Linked DNA regions of Triticum aestivum: region 1 is linked to region 2. A link is a contact called in public Hi-C data. All regions are on one chromosome and are shown on one strand. Each heading gives the region's core, a stretch centred on a gene start, on an enhancer-like site or on the middle of the called end of the contact. The rest is flanking DNA. Distances are from core to core; before and after follow the strand shown.

The links. Hi-C and Micro-C count contacts between places; a contact is called where the count stands out from the background.
Region 1: a contact with region 2 is called in a Hi-C map of leaf, with 2.4 times the contacts expected there. The contact joins the promoter of LOC123116936 here to the promoter of LOC123113244 in region 2. A contact is called at or near these places in 2 of 5 Hi-C or Micro-C datasets (both in leaf).

Annotation. Positions count from the first base shown.
Region 1 is chr5B:563,639,158-563,646,805 of IWGSC CS RefSeq v2.1, forward strand. LOC123116936 (elongation factor 1-beta) reads right to left here and starts at 5,369. Exons shown (of 4, transcript XM_044537801.1): 1 at 5,258-5,369; 2 at 4,828-4,955; 3 at 4,546-4,707; 4 at 4,214-4,443. The coding sequence starts at 4,948. The coding sequence ends at 4,442.
Region 2 is chr5B:563,256,973-563,264,386 of IWGSC CS RefSeq v2.1, forward strand. It overlaps LOC123113244 (F-box/LRR-repeat protein 17), which reads right to left and starts at 5,782. Exons shown (of 11, transcript XM_044534440.1): 1 at 5,098-5,782; 2 at 3,121-3,222; 3 at 2,470-2,614; 4 at 2,204-2,388; 5 at 1,810-1,914; 6 at 1,588-1,685; 7 at 1,244-1,479; 8 at 1,096-1,162; 9 at 933-1,018. The coding sequence starts at 5,597.

The sequences.
Region 1 (7,648 bases), core at 4,119-6,618, 380 kb after region 2:
TATGTCAAGAAACTTCAACCTGAAAAGCTCGAACCCAAGTCGGAAAAATGCGTCTTCATAGGATACCCTAAAGAAACCATTGGGTATACCTTCTACTTAAGATCCGAGGGCAAGATCTTTGTTGCCAAGAACGGATCCTTTCTGGAAAAAGAGTTTCTCTCGAAAGAAGTAAGTGGGAGGAAAGTAGAACTCGATGAAGTACTACCTCTTGAACGGGATAGTAGTGCAGCTCAGGAAAATGTTCCTGTGGTGCCTACACTGACTGGAGAGGAAATTAATGATGATGATCAAGGTACTTCTGATCAAGTTGCTACTGAACTTCGTAGGTCCACAAGGACACGTTCTGCACCAGAGTGGTACGGCAACCCTGTCCTGGAAATCATGTTGTTAGACAACGGTGAACCTTCGAACTATGAAGAAGCAATGGCGGGCCCAGATTCCAACAAATGGCTTGAAGCCATGAAATCCGAGATAGAATCCATGTATGAAAACAAAGTATGGACTTTGACAGACTTGCCCGATGAACGGCGAGCGATAGAAAACAAATGGATCTTTAAGAAGAAGACGGACGCGGATGGTAATATTACCGTCTATAAAGCTCGACTTGTCGCTAAGGGTTATCGACAAGTTCCAGGGACTGACTACGATGAGACATTCTCTCCCGTAGCGAAGCTGAAGTCCGTCCGAATCATGTTAGCAATTGCCGCATACTATGATTATGAGATATGGCAGATGGACGTCAAAACGGCATTCCTTAACGGACATCTTAAGGAAGAACTGTATATGATGCAGCCGGAAGGTTTTGTCGATCCTAAGAATGCTAACAAAGTATGCAAGCTCCAGCGATCCATTTATGGGCTGGTGCAAGCATCTCGGAGTTGGAACATTCGCTTTGATGAGATGATCAAAGCGTTTGGGTTTATGCAGACTTATGGAGAAGCCTGCGTTTACAAGAAAGTGAGTGGGAGCTCTGTAGCATTTCTCATATTATATGTAGATGACATACTTTTGATGGGAAATGATATAGAATTCTTGGACAGCATTAAGGCCTACTTGAATAAGTGTTTTTCAATGAAGGACCTTGGAGAAGCTGCTTATATATTAGGCATCAAGATCTATAGAGATAGATCGAGACGCCTCATAGGTCTTTCACAAAGCACATACCTTGATAAGATTTTGAAGAAGTTCAAAATGGATCAGTCCAAGAAGGGGTTCTTGCCTGTATTGCAAGGTGTGAGATTGAGCTCGGCTCAATGCCCGACCACGGCAAAAGATAAAGAAGAGATGAGTGTCATCCCCTATGCTTCAGCCATAGGATCTATTATGTATGCCATGCTGTGTACCAGACCTGATGTAAACCTTGCCGTAAGTTTGGTAGGAAGGTACCAAAGTAATCCCGGCAAGGAACACTGGACAGCGGTCAAGAATATCCTAAAGTACCTGAAAAGGACAAAGGACATGTTTCTCGTTTATGGAGGTGACGAAGAGCTCGTCGTAAAGGGTTACGTCGACGCTAGCTTCGACACAGATCTGGATGACTCTAAGTCACAAACCGGATACGTGTATATGTTGAATGGTGGAGCAGTAAGCTGGTGCAGCTGCAAGCAGAGCGTCGTGGCGGGATCTACATGTGAAGCGGAGTACATGGCAGCCTCGGAGGCAGCGCATGAAGCAATTTGGGTGAAGGAGTTCATCACCGACCTAGGAGTCATACCCAATGCGTCGGGGCCGATCAAACTCTTCTGTGACAACACTGGAGCTATTGCCCTTGCCAAGGAGCCCAGGTTTCACAAGAAGACCAGGCACATCAAGCGTCGTTTCAACTCCATCCGTGAAAATGTTCAAGATGGAGACATAGATATTTGCAAAGTACATACGGATCTGAATGTCGCAGATCCGTTGACTAAACCTCTCTCGCGAGCAAAACATGATCAACACCAGAACTCTATGGGTGTTCGATTCATCACAATGTAACTAGATTATTGACTCTAGTGCAAGTGGGAGACTGTTGGAAATATGCCCTAGAGGCAATAATAAAAGGATTATTATTATATTTCCTTGTTCATGATAATTGTCTTTTATTCATGCTATAATTGTATTATCCGGAAATCGTAATACACGTGTGAATACATAGACCACAATACGTCCCTAGTAAGCCTCTAGTTGACTAGCTCGTTGGTCAACAGATAGTCATGGTTTCCTGACTATGGACATTAGATGTCATTGACAACGGGATCACATCATTAGGAGAATGATGTGATGGACAAGACCCAATCCTAAGCATAGCACAAGATCGTGTAGTTCGTTTTGCTAGAGCTTTTCCAATGTCAAGTATCTCTTCCTTAGACCATGAGATCGTGTAACTCCCGGATACCGTAGAGTGCTTTGGGTGTACCAAACGTCACAACGTAACTGGGTGACTATAAAGGTGCACTACAGGTATCTCCGAAAGTGTCTGTTGGGTTGACACGGATCGAGACTGGGATTTGTCACTCCGTATGACGGAGAGGTATCACTGGGCCCACTCGGTAGTGCATCATCATAATGAGCTCAAAGTGACCAAGTGTCTGGTCACGGGATCATGCATTACGTTACGAGTAAAGTGACTTGCCGGTAACGAGACTGAACGAGGTATTGGGATACCGACGATCGAGTCTCGGGCAAGTAACATACCGTCTGACAAAGGGAATTGCATACGGGGTTGATTGAATCCTCGACATCGTGGTTCATCCGATGACATCATCGAGGAGCATGTGGGAGCCAACATGGGTATCCAGATCCCGTTGTTGGTTATTGACCGGAGAGCCGTCTCGGTCATGTCTGCGTGTCTCCCGAACCCGTAGGGTCTATACACTTAAGGTTCGGTGACGCTAGGGTTATTAGGAAGACTTGTATGTGATTACCGAATGTTGTTTGGAGTCCCGGATGAGATCCCGGACGTCACGAGGAGTTTCGGAATGGTCCGGAGGTAAAGATTTATATATGGGAAGTTGTCATGCGGACACCGGAAAGTTTCGGGGGCATATCGGTATTGTACCGGGGCCACCGAAGGGGTTCCGGGGGTCCACCGGGAGGGGCCATCCCTCTTCGTGGGCCACATGGGCCGCATGGGGCAGGGAACCAGCCCCTGGAGGGCTGGGCGCCCCCCCCCTTCGGCCCATGCGCCTAGGTTTGGGGGGGAACCCTAAGGGGGGCGCACCCCCTTTGCTTGGGGGGCAAGCCCCCTCCCTGGCCGCCGCCCCCCCTCTAGATCTCATCTAGAGGGGGCCGCCCCCCTTCCCCCTTCCCCTATAAATAGAGGGGCGAGGGGAGGGCTGAACACCTGATCCAAGGCGCAGCCCCTCCCCTCCCCAACACCTCTCCTTCTCCGTTGTGCGCTTGGCGAAGCCCTGTCGGAGTACTGCCTCTCCACCATCATCACGCTGTCGTGCTGCTGCTGGAGCCTTCTTCCTCAACCTCTCCTTCCCCCTTGCTGGATGAAGAAGGAGGAGACGTCGTCCGTACCATACGTGTGTTGAACGCGGAGGTGCTGTCCGTTCAGCACTTGGTCATCGGTGATCTGAATCACGGCGAGTACGACTCCATCATCACCGTTCTCTCGAACGCTTCCGCACGCAATCTACAAGTGGTATGTAGATGCAATCTCTCTCCCATGACTCGTTGCTTAGATGAACTCATAGATGGATCTTGGTGAAACCGTAGAATTTTTTTTAATTTTCTGCAACGTTCCCCAACAAAAACAACCCGAACGTGCTAGTGTGCGCTGGTGACCTTTGGCAGTTCGATGCTGATTATTTGACTCCGATAATACTACACGCACGGAGGGAAACAACGGACCCTTACGGACCCCACCCCGAGGATATCTTAATTCGTTAGAAATTGAACAGGTAAATAAATTTCTGGATGAGTTACGTAAACATCTAAAACTAAAAGATACTAAACCTCAATTTCGAGAAATTATATCTTCTAGCAAGACATTCACCGAGCAAGCGAAAATCCTTTTGAAAGAAGCTATTCAGGAACAGCTGGAACGGTTTTCTCTTCAATAACAAACAAAATCTCAGCCAATCACTGCTAACCACTCCGTTAATCCCCCGTAAACAGACCGTGAGTGTAGCATCTCTCATCTGACTCTCGTCAAGCCATCTCGCAGGCGAGGATTCGTATGTTTGACAATGGCATGCTGTATTTTCTCGTCGTGCTCAGGAACGAGTTGACCATTCACATTAAATACTTTTCATATAAGAAAAAAAACAGCCTTCCACAGAGGGCTTCCTCGAAACATCAAATACAAGGATGGACATGTAGTTGCGCACGTGACGACTGACAATACAGTATCAAAGTACTCTAACTAAGAACAACTCGGTAACGAGAAAACCAACTAGCTACTAGAAATTTTGTGCTGCGAAATCAACTGCTTCTTCGAATGCGACGAGTTATTTCCTGCAACAATAGGACAGGTTTAGTCGAAGCGAAAGCACTGCAAAAATCTATCAAAGATGCAGGTAAAATTAATCTTCTGAATGAGCAGATCAGGGCACGTACATATTTTGTTGAAGCTGGCAATGTCGCAGCTCTGCACGAACTCGTCGACGGGCTCGGCGCAGAGATGGTCCTCGATGAGGTCGTCGACGGACACGAGATCGTCGACGATCGTCAGCATGATCTGCATCTTGCTCATCCCGTACCCAACCGGAACAAGCTTGGCTGCGACAACAAGGTGGCACGCAATCCAGATAAGCGCCCTAAATTAAGTGCTTGATTTAATTTCACGAGTGGATAGACAGCCGCGTAATTCAGAGCTAGCAGCAAGGAAACCAGACATACATGCACCCCATGTCAGCCCTTCCATGGCGACGCCTCGTACGGCTTCCTCGAGCTTGGCCATGTCGGTCTCGTCGTCCCACGGCTTCACGTCGAGCAGAACCGACGACTTTGCGCCCGCCATCGATTCTCTGTTGTAAATAGTAAGTAGGGTTACACAAGTGTCAGAAAATTAAGTGTTTTTTTTTCAAAAAAGAAAATTAAGTAAACTATAACGGCGCCATGAAAAAAGAGCTTCTGATCTTATTACTACAAAAAAAAAAAGATTTGACCCAGCATTGAGACATGTTTCATTGTTTATCTCCGAAAACACGTGTGCAGGCGATGGCGGCGGTTTGATGGTGGACTTGGTGTCGACGAGGTAAAGGCGACGTGACGCAAATCAAACGCTACGACGGATGGAAGACTATAGGGGAGGCGAGCGGAGACTCACCGGTGGAGGCGCCGCAAACCGACCGGCTACGACGAAGGCGACGTACGGTTGCCGCGACCGAGCTCGGTTCCGGAGAGGGGGCGGCTAGGGTTTGGAGCGTTTGGCGTACGTGGTGAGCCCCCGCCAAATTAAATAGGCATGCAGCCGAGAAGGCCGACGGCGTCACGGCTCGGGAGGGCTCCGTGCGTGCCACGATCGGGCGTGTCTAAGTCGAATCCGGACAGGACCCGCCTCGTGGACATTCGATCCACGGCGCGTACAGCCGCTTCGAGGTTGATGGAAGGCGGTAAGCTATTCCACACACACACAAAAAGCTATTCCAGAAGAAAAAACTTCATACGTGCTATATGGCCGGCAGCATACGACACGCGTGTTCCGTTTTGCGAGCGAGACGGTAGTTTTTTTTTTCCGCCGCACTTCTCTCCTGCTTTTGGCCGCACAAGAATGCAGGTCACGTCGCGAATCGACGTCCCATCCCATGCGCCTGAACCGCACGGGTGCGGATCATGCGACCTCCCAGGAAACAAACATCAGCCTGTGACTGTCTACGCGCGCGACGCCGGCGCGGCCCGAGCCCATGGCCCCCGGGGCAGCCTCCTCCTCCGCTTCCTGCTCTGCTCATCGTCGCCACATATATGGCCGGCAGCATACGACACGCGTGTTCCGTTCCACCCGGGGTGGGGGCAGCAGGTTGGGTTCACCTCACGCTTTCTCTTCGTGATAAGATTGCACGATTTCTCGTCCCTCCCCGACTCCCCGTCGCCCTCTCTCTCTCACAATCAGGCCAACTCCACCGCGCGACTCTATCCTGTCCGCCCCCGTCCGTTTGAAGTAAAAAAGACAAACGAGACGGCCCAACGCGTGGGCGCAAACGGATTTTTGTCCGTTTTGTGTCCGCTTTCGACCCATCCGCAGCCCAAGTTTGCATCGTTTTTGGGGTGAAACGGACACCACGCGGACGCGCGGGTCGTCTGCGCTTGTCCTCCCCTGGCCCGCCCATCGGTGGCACAGGACGGGCCTTTTTCTATCCGCCCCCCTCCCTCCCTCCGGCCGCATCCACTCCACTCTTCCTCACTCTTTCCCTCTCCCCCCTCGCCGTCGGCGGCCGCCCGCTGCCATTGCAGTCGTGCAATTCGGACGCGCGCTTGCCCAGCCCCTTCCTCTCGTCGCCGCCGAGCTACCCAAGCACAGCCACCTTGTTTGCGCACCCGCCGCCCGGATTTGGGGCGGATCCGGTCGGTCTTGAGCTCGCCCGGCTGTGGGAGGCCGGGCCGCGCCATGGACTGGTCGGGCACCTTACCGGAAGGCCCTGGCATGGCCGCAAGGTCACATGCAGGCAGTGGCTCGTCCTCTAGCCGCTCGGATCTGCACCGTCGGTGGTCCGCCGGCAGATACGCGAATGGCGGTCGACCGAGCTCGGTGCTTGCCCAAAAGCTCGTTGGCGCACCGTTGCCCCTCATCAAGTGCGACCACTGCCCAAGGGTGGTCGTGCGCCGCGAGTCTACAACGCCGGAGCATCCCAGATGGGTGTTCATCAAGTGCTTAAACGATGGGGTATGTGCTCTTTTAGCTTCGGTTTGTGCTCTTGAATTAGACTAGTGGTGCTAACTTTAAGTTTTATTGTGTAGAACGGATGCAAGTTTTGGTATTCGGAAGAAGAGTACATCGATATGTTGATAGAGCGAAATGTAGTGCATGTTCGTGCACTTTTAGCTAGCCTAGAGGCTTTAGATGAGACAAGTGCACTTGTTGCTAGATTAGAGTCTAGGCACGATACTACGTGTGAAGAAGCAACAAGGCACGATACTACGTGTGAGAAAGCAACGTCGACTTCTGGCTTGAAGAAGAAAGGAGGAGGCAACGTCGTGCCTCCTCCACAGATCAACAATGAGTGCATCGAGAAGGCGCTAACCCAACTCAAGGGAGCAGTTATGGAAGTTGGGTATCTTCTCAAATGTATTCTTGTGGTTCTTATTTTCTTTGGCCTTGCTTTACTAGTCAAAATGTGATGATGTATTGTCATGTACCAAAAATAAATGATAAAAAAAGTTTAAGGACTTGCAAAGAAATATACGCGGACAGGATGGGGCAAATGGATGCGGCCGCGCGCTGGACGCACGGCCACCGCATCTTAGGACACGCCCAGACACGATCGCAAATCCCTCCCCAAACGGACAGAATCCGGACAAAGCGCACGTCCGTTTGAGGTCACGCAGTGGAGTTGGCCTCACTCTCGGTGATCCGCGGTAGGTTCTCAGAATAGCAGGGCATAATGCGCCCGGCAGGCTGGCACCGCCTGCCCATATGGTCTTACAGGCATGGACTTTCTGCAACGGAACTGCGCCAGCGCCAGGGATGCGACCCATTCTTATCGTGAGCAAAAAAAAAAAA
Region 2 (7,414 bases), core at 4,532-7,031:
TGTATGTGCTCTGTAACAAAAATACTCTGTATATTTACAATTAGTATACACTCCTAAGTCCTAACTTGTTTTATTTGCATACCATACAAATGGTCAGATTTTTTATCCAAAATTTCCAGGCTCATAATTCTTCGTACAATGTGTATATACAATTGTTTTTCTGACTGATACAACTTTGAAGTGATGTTTTTGAATTGTTAACCGGCAGCAGAAAATCCGCAGTTGGGAAGTATGCTACTATATACTTTCTTAGGTAGGCTGCAACGACTGCTTTGCGGTGCATAAGAGATAAGGGGTTTGTTACAACACCTTAGGCTACAACATAGTTACACGCTACATAGGGCAGACTGTAATAATGTAGGTGCACTGTTTCCAATAGTATGATTCCTAAGCTCAAGAAGCTTACAGCCTGATACACCTTCAGCTTCACAGCTTACTCCTTGCTAGACTCCAGTTGATACACATTGCTTCATTAGATTCTTTCTGTTTATCAGTTTCTGAAGGGAAAAAGGCAAGCCAAAAACCAAGAGCCAAATTAAATTATTTTTTCCACCAAATAGGAAAATGTCACTATTTTCTCTAACTGAAATGCAGTTCAGACAGGAGTAAACTTTTTAGTTCAGTTCTGGTTTGTCTGGTTCAGTCTAATTCTGCACACGCTTGCCCATATTGGGTGGGCCAAAAACACTGGTGAGCAAAATTCTTAAACAATATAAAGCTAATGCTGAGATAGCATATTTCTCACTTCTTTTTTGAGATTATATTTCCCACTTTCTGATTGCAAGCGGTTACTGCTTAACACTTCAAACATGTTCATCCAATAACCTTGAAACTACTGGCCAAAGCACACAAAGAAAGGAGTTTTGGAAGAAAGCTCAAGCTGAAATGGAAGTTCACTTTGGGGGTGAGGAAATGTTCTAACAAAGTAATACCTGGTTTTTTATTGCACCAATCAACATATCTTGGCATCCAAATGCATGTACATTCTTCAGATTTGGGCACTGAAGTAGCAGCCGCTCTGCGAAATATTTCAATTGTTTATAATTGTAAAAGCGGCTACCAACTTTACAGCCTCATGAAAAAGTGACACAATACCTGGGTGTAGATTTGTACAAGTGTTGAGGTTCAGATCAATCAACTCTGGGCATTTCACATACAAAGCCTGCCATATGTGAAATTAGTAACAAGACTATATCCATAAAGGACTTGAGTGAATCTCTGCTGGCAAAATTTGAAGGCTTACATCTATTGCTGAACAGCCCCATAGACTGAGCTTCTTCAAATTATCATGCTTTATGATCAGCTTTTGGCGCATAGGTTGCTTTTTTAAGGTGGGTAATTTTGGGCACAATCTAATCCTTCCATTGATCTCACCAAAATAAGCCCCCTGTTTTTCATTCTGCAAGTTAGAACGTAAGCTCATTCCACAGTCCATGAGCTGAAGAAGTGGCAATTGTGCTGTTGCAGCCTGGATCCCACCTAGAAAACACAGAGAGATTCTTAACACTGGAACATGTAATGGTTGACTGGCGAATTCATTTTCGGTGGAGCGGAAATAATAAACCATGAAATTCATATAAAGCTTACATGTAGTAATATTTGGGCAGAGAGCAAGGAGCAGCCTCGATAAAGTATGAGGGAACGCCTTGCAGATCATACCAACACCACTATCACTGATGCTAGATCTGAGGTATAATCAAAACAAGTAACTGCATAAGCTAATTTGAAGTATCACGCCATAGGAAAATAATCATCACCTTTATTTTAATTCCTTTAGTTTCATATCCCAAAGGATATATTGGAGCTTACCCACTTAAATCAAGCAATTCCAAGCTTGCACAAGATCTGACGATAGATGCAACAGCTGCATCTGTCATTTTTGAACCGAGAATCAAGGATAGCATGCACAAGCCCCTGATGAAGCAATAATGAGATTTGAGATTTAGAGGTTGAAATATTATGAAACTGGAATTATAGTGAGAAGAGAACTATAATGCTATAACTCAGATAAAACAAGATTCTGGCTTGGCTACTTTGGGTCAGCCTGAGCGCTGGGAACAGTTTGTTTTCTGTTTTGTCTCGTTTCTAATAAAAATGGGGCAGGGGGAACCCCTTTTCTTCAAATAAATAAAAGGAAGAACTATAACGTTACAGCTCAAATACAACAAAATTGTGCTAAGAGCATGGTGGGGTAGAAATATACCTGAGGTTGGCAGCCTCTAGAGCGGACACAGCTTCATTAGATAGTTGAATTGATGATATGTGCAAATTTCTTAAGTTAGGGCACGATCGGCCCAGGCCATCCATCAAACTAACCAGGTCAGTACATTCCGAACTTTGTTGTGTGAAACACAGGGAGAGCTCGCTCATATTAGGGCAGCTTATGACCTACAACAAATTTGTGTCCAATGAATTCATGCCCACAATAAAGTTGATATAACTATAAATACTAGTAGCACACAATATTACCGATTCCGAAAGGGAGCAAAGATCTGATAGCCAAAGAACATTAAGGCTTGAAGAGCTTAGATTAAGAAAACCAAGATTAGAGCAGCCACCGATTTTGAGAATTGAGAGAGAATGCTTCTCTGAAACAAGTCGACTTAGCTCCTCTCTGTTAGAATAGAACAACTTAAGTTAATATAGGAGCTGAACACGTAGATTGTGTGAACCTTCTATCCATTTGCATGACATTGCTATTTCAAAATCGACGCATATTCAACACAACTTGCATGGTAAGAAAATGGAAAATAGACTAGTTTCATGCAAGCATAGCATAACATGGTGTGACAAATCAACCAGCAAAAGATCCAAAAAAATCAAACTGCAATTGCATTACATATGAAAAAATAAGTTGAAATCCTCATTTACAAGGTAAAACTAAAAGCACGCCTTAACTGTATCTGACCTCGCAAGGTAGGCAACTATTAGTTGAGAAGCTAGCACTTGCAAAATAAAAAGGGAAGACACCTTTATAACTAGTGATTCAAATTATAACAAAGCAAGTGTATTTGATATAAAATAGTGTAAACTAAATAAATAACTAAATTTCAAAAGAGATATATAGATGCCAACATAGCGTTTAGGATATATGAGTAATGTTAGAGATTTACAACATACCCAGTCATATTGTTGATTGCCTTGTCGGCCATGGTGATCTCCAGAGTTTCCAAACTTGAACAGGAAAATGCAAGACATGACAGCATGGTGGCATCAACAGCACTGAATCAAACATATACAAATAAGATATATGTCCCCAGTGAACACCTTTTATCGGCATAGGAAACAAACACGGGAGGACTGGAACTAGATTAATTGTCACTGCAGCCAGATCCAAAACAATGCATGGCTTTTACTTATCCACTCACACATCAACTTAGGTGCATATATTAATTTCATTGCAAATAAGCAGGACAGAGAAACATATACTGAAGCACAAAAGCTAGATTAACCATGTTGGTTCGACCATATCCAGAATACCACGATGTATTTACTTCACTTTTGCGTCAACTTACGTGCATATTATTATTTCACTGCACATAAGCAACAGCTGGATGTGAAAACCTTGACACAGAAGACAAGCGGTCTTGTCTTGTCATTAATAAGGCCCTAACTGCACACAACAATTACACGCACAGAATTCTAAAACCAGATGGTGGCATCTATAATCCTATACCAGAATAACATGAATGATAATCAATGATCAACAACCTGGGATCATCTATTGATCATGTATATAGAATAAGAGCTCTAGCAACTACAGCATATGTCACTATGTCAGTATAAGCCAACTTGTCAAATATAAATTTGATCAGTCACAACAAAGAAGACCTGAAAAGGCTCATTTTGTTTGCACTACAAATATATGGATATTCCTTCTATGCAGGCAAATACAACAAGAAACATTATCAAATACTCCCTCCGTTCGGAATTACTTGTCTCGGAAATGGATGTATCTAGAACTAAAATACATCTAGATACATCCATTTCTGCGACAAGTAATTCCGAACGGAGGGAGTAACTTATTGCAGCAACCAATTTATAGTGCTTTAATTACTAGTTTGTGGTTGTATCCTCACACACAGGCTCACAGCAAGAGATAGGCAACAATAATTTTATGTTGGGAAATAGCATATACTGTTCTCGCGGTAATTGCGCATTTGGCATCACCGTAGACCAACCCAATTGGTTATGCGCTTTCTACAATCCAACCCAGCCCTGCTGAAGGGTTTACAACTAAAACACAGGTAAAAGTTCTCCAAATCAATCTTGCAGCACCAACAGAATATTGTCCAAAACACAGACATCTCCGAACCCATTACCTACCCAACATGAGTTTCATCTGGCCACCAAATCATCCAAGAGCATGTCAAATTCAATATCCACAAAGACATGCATGATCTTTCATAAGCGAAGCTAAAAATGGCACAGACTGTCAGCAATTTCCATGATACCCTCTACTTTGACAAGTTCCTACCCACAAACACAAATATAACCTACTCCCTCCGTCCGGAAATACTTGTCATTAAACTAGATGTATCTAGATGTATTTTAGTTCTAGATACATCCATTTTCATCCATTTTGATGACAAGTATTTCCGGACGGAGGGAGTACCACTTAGCAATCCAGAAATAAACATCCTGCAGCCAGTATCAGATCCGACGTCCGTTCACCTTGGAAGTCGTCCAGAAATCCCAGGTTCTCGATATACTACTCCCTCCGTTCCTAAATGTAAATCTTTGTAGAGATTTCACTGTAAACCACATACGGATGTATGTAGATGCAATTTAAGTTTAGATTCATTCATTTTGCTCCGTATGTAGTCCACCTAGTGAAATCTCTACAAAGACTTATATTTAGGAACAGAGGGAGTACTTGTTATTATTGTATTTATTTATATTACGATTTTATTAGGAATATATATACTACTCCTCCAGTGGTTATTTGTGTCGTAGTCTTTAACCATAAAAGCTGTTGCATAACAGCTCGTGTCCGGAGCAGGCGCCGATCGAAGATCCAGCATCGATCTGGCCAGATCGCGTCAAATTCGCATCGCACGGGACAAGATTTGTTCAGATTGGCCCGGGTCCCCTCACCTTTCCATGTGGAGGACGAGGCGCGAGAGCGCGGCGCAGCGGGGGAGCAGCGCGCCGAGGAGGCCGGCGGCGGCCGGGCGGAGGCGGAGCTCCTCGGCGACGCGCCAGACCCGGTCGGCGCAGTCGCGCCAGGCGCGGCTGACGGCGGCGGCGTCGAGGACGCCCCTGGGGCCGAGCCGGCGCAGCACCTCGACGACGAGGTCCACCGGCACGGCCCGGCCGCCCAGCTCCATGGTGCGGCCGTCATGGTCGGGCCTGGGCTTCTTCTCGGGGGAGGAGGGCTCGTCGAAGGAGAGGGCGCGGCGGAGGCGGGTGTCCCCGCCGGAGGAGGAGGGCGACGGGGAGGGGGGCGCGGCGCCGCCGTCGGCGGCGGCCGGGGAGGGGAGGTTGCAGACGTGGCCCTTCTTGGGCTGGCCGCATCGGCCGCAGTTGTAGCTGCCCCGCGTCTTGGGGCGCGGCGGCGGGGGCGGCTTGGCGGGCAGCGAGGAGGAGGAGGACATGGGGTTAGGGTTTGCCCCGGCGCGGCTAGGGCTGGGGCGCGGAGGGGAAATAGCTGGGGGGTGCGGCGGGAGATTGGGGAGGGATTGGCGCCATTTTTTGGGGCACCGCAGGAGGAGACCCGGTGGGTGGACCGGACCGGATGAGAGGGTGTGGCGGAGATGAGCCGAGCCCCGCCGCGAGCGCCCACGTCGACGTGCAACCCGCGGCTGGCTGGCTGGCTCGAGATTGATTTTCTTTTCCCTTTTTTTCTTTTCTTTTCTTTTCTTTTGTTGTTGGCGAAGCCAGAGTTGAACAGACGACCGAGGATGATGCAAAAAATCGCACGTGCTTTCGAATGGGAACTAGTGCGGGTTTCCGGTTTGCGTTGCAGGCAGCTCCGCACCTTTTTCTTCCCTCTTTTGGTTGAGAGAGAAGTTCGGGTTTGATGCGGTTGCACCTCCTTTGGCCCTACTTCCTTGGAACGTCCGCGAATCGGTTGACCGGGCAAAATAGGCATTCTCCAAATTTGAAAATGTATTCCACGTAACAACACTCGAGCTAGCAAACACAAGGAACATTTTTTTTTCGGAAAAACTTCCAATCTATTCATCTTCAATCATGGCAGTACAACGAACACCAGAAATAAAAATTACATACAGATCCGTAGACCACCCAGCGACGACTACAAGCACCGAAGCGAGCCGAAGGCGCGCCGCCGTCATCGCCCCTCCATCACCGGAGCCGGGCACAACTTGTTGTAGTAGACAGTCGGGAAGTCGTCGTGCTAAGGCCCCATAGGACCAGCACCCCAGAACAGCAACCACCGCCGATAAAAAATAACGTAGATCGGAAGGATCCAAATCGAAGACACACGAACATAGATGAACAGCGACCAGATCCGAGCAAATCGACCAAAGATAGATCTGCCGGAGACACACCTCCACACGCCCACCAACGATGCTAGACGCACCGCCGAAACGGGGGCTAGGCGGGGAGACCTTTATTCCATCTTCAGGGAGCCGCCGCCGTCTCGCCTTCCTGAGTAGGACACAAACCCTAACAAGATTAAAAAAAAAGACTAAAAACGGAGCCCTCCCGCCGGTCCTTGTCAGGATCCACCGCGCCTCCATGGCCCTAGGGCCACCGGAGACGAGGCGGACTTGCGCCGGCGCCGGCGAGAGGCACGAACCCTAACTTCCTTTCTTGGAGGAGGAGGAGGAGGCGGAGCCCTGGCTTTAGGTACGTGCGTGAGGCTAGCAAACACAAGGAACATGATAACCAAAAGTTTCCTCCTAGTCAGCCGCCTCCTCCTCCTCCAAGCAAGAAAGAAAGTTAGGGCCCATGCCTGTCGCCGGTGCCGACGCAGGTCTTCCTTGTCTCCGATGGCCCTAGGGACATGGAGTCGTGGTGGATCCTAGCAAGGGCCGGCGGGAGGGCGTCGTTTTTAGTCTTTTTTTCAATCTTGCTATGGTTTGTGTCCTGCTCAGGAAGGCGAGACGGCGGTGGCTCCCTGAAGATTGAAGAAAGGTCTCCCCACCTAGCCCTCGTTCCGGCAGTGTGCCTAGCATCATTGGTGGATGCATGAAGGTGTGTCTCCGGCTGAGAAGGGGGGGTTAAAAGAATCATTCCGGACCCCCGCCCCCCCTTTCCCCACCCCCGCCGCCGCTCCCACGAGCGGGCCGGGGGAAACCTAGCTCCGCCCCCAGCCTCTCCTCCTCCGGCCTCCTCCTCCCTCGCCGCCGCCTAGGGGTGCCGTCGGGCGAAGCCCGGTCGGCGTGGGCGGCGGCGGGGTCGCTCCATCTCCTCGCGGAGCTCCAGGCCGGCGTGGGACGGAGGG